Linked DNA regions of Mus musculus: region 1 is linked to region 2. The links are chromatin contacts, called in public Micro-C maps. All regions are on one chromosome and are shown on one strand. The core of a region is the stretch at or near the end of the contact, and the rest is flanking DNA. Distances in the headings are between cores, read along the strand shown. Region 1 holds the start of Fam135a (family with sequence similarity 135, member A). Region 2 holds the start of Ogfrl1 (opioid growth factor receptor-like 1).

Region 1 (4,262 bases), core at 1,656-4,155, 720 kb after region 2:
TACACTCTTGAAAGCATGCAGCCTACCAACATGCACACTGTAACTTTTTTGAAAACGTCTGGATCCAGTAAGAATGCTCTCTGTATCCCAGCTCTGCATCTGGTTCCTCCTCGGTCCTTAACCTTCTTGACACTCAAAGCAAACTGAGCTACTCAGTCTAAGGCTCTATGCTTTATCTCTGCTCACTTAAACAAACACATGTACATATCACAAAGTTCACTAGCTTTCTCCTCCATACCTCAATCCAAAACAAAGGCAATCCTGGCCTTCTCTATGTCCTAAACAATCTCTCGTGACTGACCCGTAAGTCCAAGGGGCTCTCGTTTACAGAAACTAAAGGGAACATAAAAGACAACAGGAAACTAGAGTCACTAAAGACAGAACTCTTACAGTTCCTTTCAGGATCGACTCCGGGCAAACAAAGAGTGACCCAACGCCTGCTCATTGTGTCTGAACATTAACTAATCTAAGCTCGTTCAGAGTTCACTACTATTCTACTAGATATAGTCTATAGAATTATGAAATTTTAAAAAAGACATCAAACTGTTTAGGGATTTAAATCTTTAGGGATTTAAGTACTAGTAACTTTATTGTTGCTAGTATCTAATTAAACAAAAATATGTATTTCCATGGCAATTTTTGTCTGTGGTGGCCCTAAACGTGTTTAAATGAGGGGTGATTACAGACAGATTACTGGGCTGCCCGAGTTACTACTACAGTTTACAGGTGGAGACACTGAGGGGACGCTGGATGGCTTCTTCAGACTACTACTGAGTTATGCTCTGGGTTCAAATCTTTTCACATTTACTCTTGCGCCTGCTGTATAACATAGATCCCTTATTTCAATTCAAAGAAAATTAACATAGCTCACTATAATACTAAGAATTTGTAGATGGTAACTTTCTAATGGATATTTCCCTACAAGTAAAGAGACTGGTTTTTAAAGGAGAGCAAGCATCTTTGAGAAACAGCAATCACCTATTTGCATTTGAAAAAGCATTAAAATGTAAACTATAGGAAAAGTTCTTCACTTCATCATACATACAAGTTCTTTTAAGAGAAATGTTCTTTAATTACACCGGGTTCTTCTACTTTTTTAATTTTAAGCCCACTCTGAACAAGAAACTACTCCTTTTTCCCCCTGCCTTGGTATTTTTCTTCTTAAAATAGAAATCTAAAACAATGTAAGTCCTACCTGACATAGATAACTTAAGGAAGAACTTATTGTTTGCAGGCTGCTTTGAGATTCCAGAATGAAATACATAATCCAGTTGTTCTTCAACCCTAAAACAAAGGCAAACTTTACTGACAGTAACTGCCTCAGCAGATGCCTCCAGAGCGTGACACTACACCATCGTCAACAGAAACACAAGGTTCATTTCAATTAGATTGGATTCAAAATGGAGGGAAGAAAAGCTCCCAAATGTATTAAGTTCTTTTGCCCAAATCAAAAGATTAAATACTTCTTTCTTGATAAGCAATTATCCTATTCTTGTTCGCAAAAACTGTACGCATTTATTAAATAGAACAAGCTCAAAATGATGTAACCAACCGTAATCGTAAAACAACAAATCAATACATTTTATATAGTAATTTTTGTTAAATTTCACTTCAGATTTGTTCCTGGTCAACTGTTATTTACTGGAGCACTGACCTCTGGCAAATCTTAACTCTTTATAAATGGCCAGTTTGTTTCTCATAACATGACTGGTACATGTAATTCAAGATCCAATCAAGTGAGCTGCCATTCTTTAGAGAATTTCTGGTGAAGAAAGATGAAGAAACTGCTCTGGAAGCTTCAGTGGGGATACTAGGCATAGCCCTAGCTTGCGTAGAAAGCAGAAGAGAACAGAGGTTGTTACAACTCTTCGGGGATGTAATAAAAAGTAAAACATATGGACTGAAAAAGAGGTTCCATCCACACATATAGGAAAAAGGAGTTTTATGGCTTAAAAAACAAAACACCAACATTAAAGAACTAAAATCGGTTCGGTGGTTAGGAGCGGCTGGACCGAAAGCAATGAGGCGGGGGGACCAAAAGAGGTTAAGAGAGTGAGGGCCTCTGAAGGCAAGGCTCGACACTGGAGCAAAGAGATGCTTAAACGCAACAACAAAACGCAAAAGGCCAAAAAGCCCACCCTCCCACAAGTCAGTAACTAACAAAAGAGCTAGAACGAGGTGCCAAAGGAGAAAATAGTGCTAACAGCGAGGAAACTGATCGGCGACGGCCAAGAGGTTAACGACTGGGGATGCACAGTCGAGGGACCGAGCTGGACCGAGCGGAGAGCTCGACCGACGTCGAGGGACCCCCGGAGCCAAAGGGCGCGCGGGCGCGGGTGGAAGCGAATGAGGGTCGAAGGACCAGGCGGCGACCGTGGAGTGGGGCGGAGAGCCGGCGGGACACCGGGCACGACGAGTGGCAAGGGCCGGCCGGGGGCACCCGCCTGCGCGCCGCGCCCCTCGCGTCCCCGCCGACCTTCAGCGGGCCCAGGACCCGGCTCCGACTGAGGCCAGGGCGCCAGAGGCAGACGAGGCGAGGAGGCCACTTCCTGTCCGGCCCCGCGGGGGAGATGGACCTGGCCCGCGTCGCGGGGCCGGGAGTCGCGCGGACAGCGAGGGGCTCACCTCTCAACCGGCACGGCCTCGGCTGGCGCCTGTGCGACGGAGGAGCTCTGCGTCCGGCTGGTAGGCGTCCTTAGCCAGGTCCGCACCATCCCGCCCCGGGCCCGCTCACATCGCCATCGCAGCACCCGCAACCACCGCAAAGCCAAGAGCCGGCTCGTCTCCGGCGCTCGGCTCCCGGCCCAGAGCCGCCGGCGAGCATGCGCAGTCGCGTCGGTCCCAAGGGAACCGGGCCGCCGAGCGCTACCTGCGTTCAACAGGTCCCGGCCCGCGGCCCCGCCCCTGGGGCTCTCCCCTCCCCCTCCCGCAACGTCCCGCCTTCTCTGAGGCGAGGACCCGCCCCCTTGGGCTCCAAGTCCCGCCCCCCCAGGAGACTCAGCTGCCGCGGGCCCCCGGCGCCAACCGAGATTTGAAGATTTGTTCTCCCTTCCCGGCTCGCCCCTCCCGAGTTCCCGCGAGAACGGGAGACTTGCGTCAATAAAAAGCGCGAGCCCAGCCGGGGTGGGAGCTGGGGGTAGGGGGGGGGATAGTGTGAACCACTGGTCGAGAGTTAAAGGGCCCCAAGAGATGCGAAAGGACAGTTGAAGACTGAGGAGATTTCTCTCGAAGTCATCTACGTCTTCTCTCCTTGCTGCCATGGCTAGAGCCGACCCTCGCGCCTCTGCCAGGGCAGTGGGTCGGTGCTGCCCCAGCAGTCGCTAATGGGGCCATCCATGGTGTGGCCATGCGTGCAGCTGATCTATTAGTGTCTTGATTGATGACATCTTAAATAGAAGCTTTCAGGTCTTAAATTCCATTAACGGAAGCCCATAGTCTTTCATTGATTAACTTCATTTTCTTCTTTCCCGCTGTCCGAACAGAACATTTTTTAAAGATTTATTTACTTTACATCCTGCTCGGTTCCCCCTTCCAGATCCCCTCCCCTCCCACAGTCCTTCCCCCACTCCCCCTTCCCTTCTCTGAGTCTGTGAGGCTGGCACTTCCTATCCCACTGAGGCAGGACAAGGCAGCCCAGCTAATAAAACATATCCCACATAAATGGAGCTGCTTTGGGGATAGTAGCTCCCCTCCCCCTCCCGTTGTTGAAGACCCACATGAAGACCAAGCCACACATCAGCCACACATGCTGGAGGAAGTGGGGTTAGGTCCAGCCCGTGTATACTCTTTGGTTGGGGGTTCAGTCTCTGAGAGCCCCAAGGGTCCTGGTTAGTTGGTCTTCCTGTGGAGTTCCTATCCCCTTCAGGACTGCAATCTTTCCTCCTATTCTTCCATAAGAGGCCCCTCGCTCCATCCACTATTTGGCTGTGGGTGTCTGCTTCGGTTTGAATCATCTCCTGGGTGGAGCCTACAGAGTATCCTTATAATAGTGTCAGGGTTTGGTGCTTGCCCATGGATGGGTCTCAAGTTGGGCCACCAGCAGGACATTTTATAGCTCGTTAAAGCTTCTGTGTGTGACTCAAGCAAGGTTGGGAATTTCAGCAACAGCTGAAAATTTCCCTCAGAGCTGTAACACTTTCACACAGCTCAAGATAAAATGAATGGGGAGAACAGAACACAGCTTGTGATAAAAATGAATTAGGAGGAGAGAGTGGTGTCTCTTAGATATAATGTGAGGGAACATGATGCCACTGATAATCTGC
Region 2 (4,344 bases), core at 136-2,635:
ATACAAACGGGAACAGAAGACAAGGGCGGCCAAGATCTCATTAGCAGGGCCAAGGCCCTCACTTTGGCCACAGACATACTTTTCTCCTCGTATGCTTTGGGCAAGATTTCCTTTAAGGCTCACAGTTCTCCAAAATGGGGAATTAAAACGGACCGCACACCTGGAAATTGCATTCCATTCAATAACACGCTCAATTAACCTGGATGGGAAGGCTCGGACTTCCTGGAAAGGTGATGCTTCCCCTAAAGTCACATTGGATTTTGGGCTCCATTTTCCTTCAAGTTGTAAGAGGGAGGCCTAATACAGAACCACCAACCTTAAACGGTGCAGACTTCTTTAAAAATATACAGTTCCTCCTTTTAAAAGTTTCTGAAGCCACAAGAGGTTAAGGGACGCCATCTATCTCTCTTCTAACCTATCTACCTAATTGTATTGGTCAACTGACTTAAGCTTGGTTGGATCAACAAGTCTTCTGGGTGAACGTAAATGTTAAAGGAATACTCAAGTCGTTGAAAGGTTTCTCTTGGGGAAATGAACGGTGTTATTTTAAGTTTGCTCAGGAACCTTCTGTGATACTTTTAATGCCCGTTGGACCCTCGCTGGGAGGGGGAGGCTGCGGGCCGCTTCACAACTGCAGTTGTCTTGCTCTGAATAATATTTTAAATCTTTTTTTAAAAAATTAAAATTAAAAAAAAATCAATAACAGGCACTGGCCGGGTCCTCCTCACAATCTTCTATTTTTAGTTTAGTTCCTCCCACCCCACCTTCGCATCACCCAGCTGCGCTGCAGAGGCAAAGAGAACACCGAGTGGGGTCGGGGTCTGCCTTGGGGAGACTTCCCTGCGAGGTTCACAGCAAGGCCCCCTGGGCTAGCAGCTAGCCACCTGGGCACCGCAGGCTCCCTTAGGTCGGGTGCCCGGGCCAAGCACGCCGAGCATCCCGCCCTGCATCCCCGGGGGCAGTCCCCTCCCGGGCGCCGGGAGCACGACCTCGCCGGGCCCACCGTGGGTCCCGGGGCCGCGTACCTGCTCCGCGCCCGCCGCCTCGGCGTGGTCCTCGGGCACGGGGCTGGCGCGGGGCCGCCCTCCGGCTCTCTCGGGAGGTTGCTTGGGCTGCTCCGGCTCGTCGTGCTGCTGGCCCTCGCCACCGCCTGCCGGCCCCGGCTGCTCGGGCTCGGGCTCCGAATCGGTCTGCCAGGTGGAGTCGCAGTCCTCCACGGTGGTGGGCTCGCGGAAGCTGACCCCGCCGAGCAGGTTGCCCATTGAAGAGGCGGCGGCGGGCGCGGGCTGCGGTAGCGCGCTAGGGCCCGGGCATGGCCGCGCTCCGCTCGCTCGGGGCGCAGGCGGCTGCTCGCCCGGCCCGCGCCGCACAGCTCAGCGCGGCCGCCGGCGCTCCGGCGCACAGGCGGGGAGGAGCCGGGCCCCCCGGAGCCGCCGCCGCACGCGTCCCAGCCAGCCCATCCCGCCGCCGCCCCGCCCTGCCCCGCCCCGCCCCAGCGAAGCCAACCCACTCCCGAGCGCGCGGCACCAGCTCCACCGGGACGCGCCCCCCTCCACGGTCCCCGGGAGTGGCCAGGGGTCAGCTGCCCCGCCCCCTGTGGACCGGGATCCGCCCCCTTGGGGCTCCTCCCAGCCAAGCGAGAAGCCTGATCCCGCCCAGGTCAGAGAGTGGAAGGAGGTGTCTCCATCAGCAGACCGGTCCTGCCCACACCCCCGCCCCCACTGGCTGCTCCAAGAGGAAGACAAATTAGCCACAGCAGAAGACAAAAGCTAATCTTGACAGTGCACCCTCTAAACAGGAAATCCAAGCTTCGGGAACAGTACTTAAGGCCACCTAGAATCCCTGCGGTCTATAAAATAAAAGTCAGAGCTCTCTGTCCCCTCATCTTAAAAGCAAACTTCTCTCGAAACAAAGGAGCAAGAAGAATTAGGCCAGCACATTTATTTCATCAGTGAGTAGTCCACATTTGTGCTCTGGGCAGAAAAACGTCGGCATTTATACAATGAACAGGCTGGTTCTAAGTGGAGTGCTGAAGACTATGGTTCTAAGGACCAGAGGCAAACCTGCTGTAAGAATACTTCTAGGCAAAATAACAACCAAAGCATCTGAAAATGGCAGAGCGTGAAACCAACTCCAGGAGCTAGTGGCCCGATGCCTGCACCTGAGTCTTGATGGGATTTTTTCTGCCGTGGGACATTGCCTGGGATCATGGGTTAGTTTTATTAGATGCATCAATTGTACTCAGAACTAGTAATTAAATAGATTGCAAATCCAGGTAGATGGGTATTGCTTAAGGAAGATTTGGCTAGAAGATGCCTCTCCACAGATAAATCAGTGGTTGTTTCTTTCCAAACTTCACAGTAGGGTGTGACTCTACTAGCAGTTTCTGGCTTTGGACAGGTCACGTAACTTCTTGAGACCCCGGTAGTCTCCTCATCTTCAAAATGAAGCCAGGTTTTTCTCTCTGGAATGGCATCTAGCTTCACCTTTAATGACCTTATGACTATCAGGGGCCACACAAAAAGAACGTTCTGGTCAGATATTCATTCATAAAAACTGATGATATTAGGATGAAGTCCTTGTCAGATCCAAACAAAATTAGAACTTGACAGTATTATTGGGGGAGGGGTGTTCATACCTGTCTGAGGTAGGGAGTTTCTTGGTTGATAAGATGTTTGTTTTAATAGGCCAGCTTGCTTTGCGCACCTCTCCCACAACAGGGGGTCGGGAAGGGGATAGGATTATCTGTAACATTAAGACTGCAGCAGTCCATACGAATGCTCACGCAGAGAATTTGCCTAGCAATCCTACAAACTATACAAGGGAACCCACCTCAAGACCTTCTTCCCCCCTCCTCCAAAACCCAAAGTCTTGATATTCAAGACGTTTTTGTAAGTTTATCTCTTTTTAAATTTAGAGTCGAATCCTTCCTCAAACCCTGTTGACTATATCTGTGGTTAATTCTTGTTCGTCTCCTCTCTCCCAGGGCTCTGCTCATCCCAAATAAATGTCACTGCAGAGAACCTCTGATCATGGTTTATGTTGACAATGACTTAGTGAGAAAAAAAAAAAAAAAGTATGGGGCAGCTGTAGAACAAATCAATCTGACACTGTTAAAATTCAGGGATTCCATTTGTCTTCCATCAGAACCGGACTAGAATACACTGCAAAGTGAACATTTAGTCCAAGATCGGAGCTGAAAGCCTAGTGGTAATGTGCCCAGGTGCTCTACCTGTTTCCCACCTGTATTGTAGAATAAGTCCATTGCAATGTCTTTGCTGTCCTGTAATTAGGAGTCTATTTTCCCTGCTCCCAGAATGTCGTAGTTGCATGGAGTTCTTTGTCTAGGGTTGAGGCCCCATGAGACTTCCCCCTTTTCGTGTTAGCATGTCTATCGGTGCCATCCCTGTTCAGCTCATGTTCATGAGTCTTCCTGGGTGTAGCTTCCCTGACAGGTCTAGAAGAGGAAATCGCAAAGCAAACTCCTGTTTCTCTGGCTCTTTCAGGGTTTCCCCTACCTCTTCCACTATATGCAACAATAATTTTTTTAAAAACATAGTTTGTGAACTTGATTTTTAAAAATAAATAGAAGGGAGTAGGGTACATGGGAAGGGTTGGAGGGAGGAAAGGGAAGGATAAAAATAATATAATCATATTTTAATTTCAAAATTTAAAAAAAAGAGAGAAAGAGAAAGATAGAGTTTTAACCCTCACTCTTGAATTGGTTATAATCTACCTTAAAAAATAGAACCTGGAATAAGATATATTTTAAGATTTTCAAAGTTAAGCCAAAGGGAACTTTGCATTTTCAGTATATTAGTTTGGGTTATTCCCTCTGATAGCTCTGGGCTGACATGTAAATTCAACTCCTATGATAGTGCCTCGCCGAAAAGGCCACTGGATGTGGACCCTGGCCAGGTCTGCCGACTAACCCCTGCCTCTCAGTATCTCCTATGAAATGTGAATGGCTTCATGTTGACTTCATCCACCAGATAAATCTCATTCAGTAAGATTCATTGATCCTACTTGGAACAAAATAAACACCCAATAGAGCACTGCTCAAATTTCTGAGTCGTAAAATTTGATAAAATGACTACTGTTTTTAGGTCACTAAATTCTGAAGTGCTCTGTTATACAGTGGGGAGCGTGCATGCAAGCATACATATATTTACATATATAATCATAAGTAACTGCTACAGTTAAGCTCCTACATTTTCTTATACCTTTTGATCTTTTTATTAGTTTTTTAATAGGGTTATAGATCATCTGCCAAGGTGTGAAATGTGTTTATTGGTGAATGTAGTTTTAGGTGAGAAATTATAAAAGCATAGTATAGAAAAACTC

Evidence for each region. Hi-C and Micro-C count contacts between places; a contact is called where the count stands out from the background.
Region 1: a contact with region 2 is called in a Micro-C map of embryonic stem cells, with 5 times the contacts expected there. The contact joins the promoter of Fam135a here to the promoter of Ogfrl1 in region 2. A contact is called at or near these places in 7 of 39 promoter capture datasets (cranial neural crest, embryonic stem cells, frontonasal cranial neural crest and 4 more), 5 of 484 Hi-C or Micro-C datasets (the N1E-115 cell line, embryonic stem cells and uterus), 4 of 115 datasets of contacts at active chromatin or transcription factors (astrocytes, embryonic stem cells, extraembryonic endoderm stem cells and 1 more) and 1 of 9 other capture datasets (adipose tissue).

Annotation. Positions count from the first base shown.
Region 1 is chr1:24,097,436-24,101,697 of GRCm38.p6, forward strand. Fam135a (family with sequence similarity 135, member A) reads right to left here and starts at 2,906. Exons shown (of 21, transcript NM_026604.4): 1 at 2,626-2,906.
Region 2 is chr1:23,381,790-23,386,133 of GRCm38.p6, forward strand. Ogfrl1 (opioid growth factor receptor-like 1) reads right to left here and starts at 1,386. Exons shown (of 7, transcript NM_001081079.1): 1 at 1,026-1,386. The coding sequence starts at 1,262.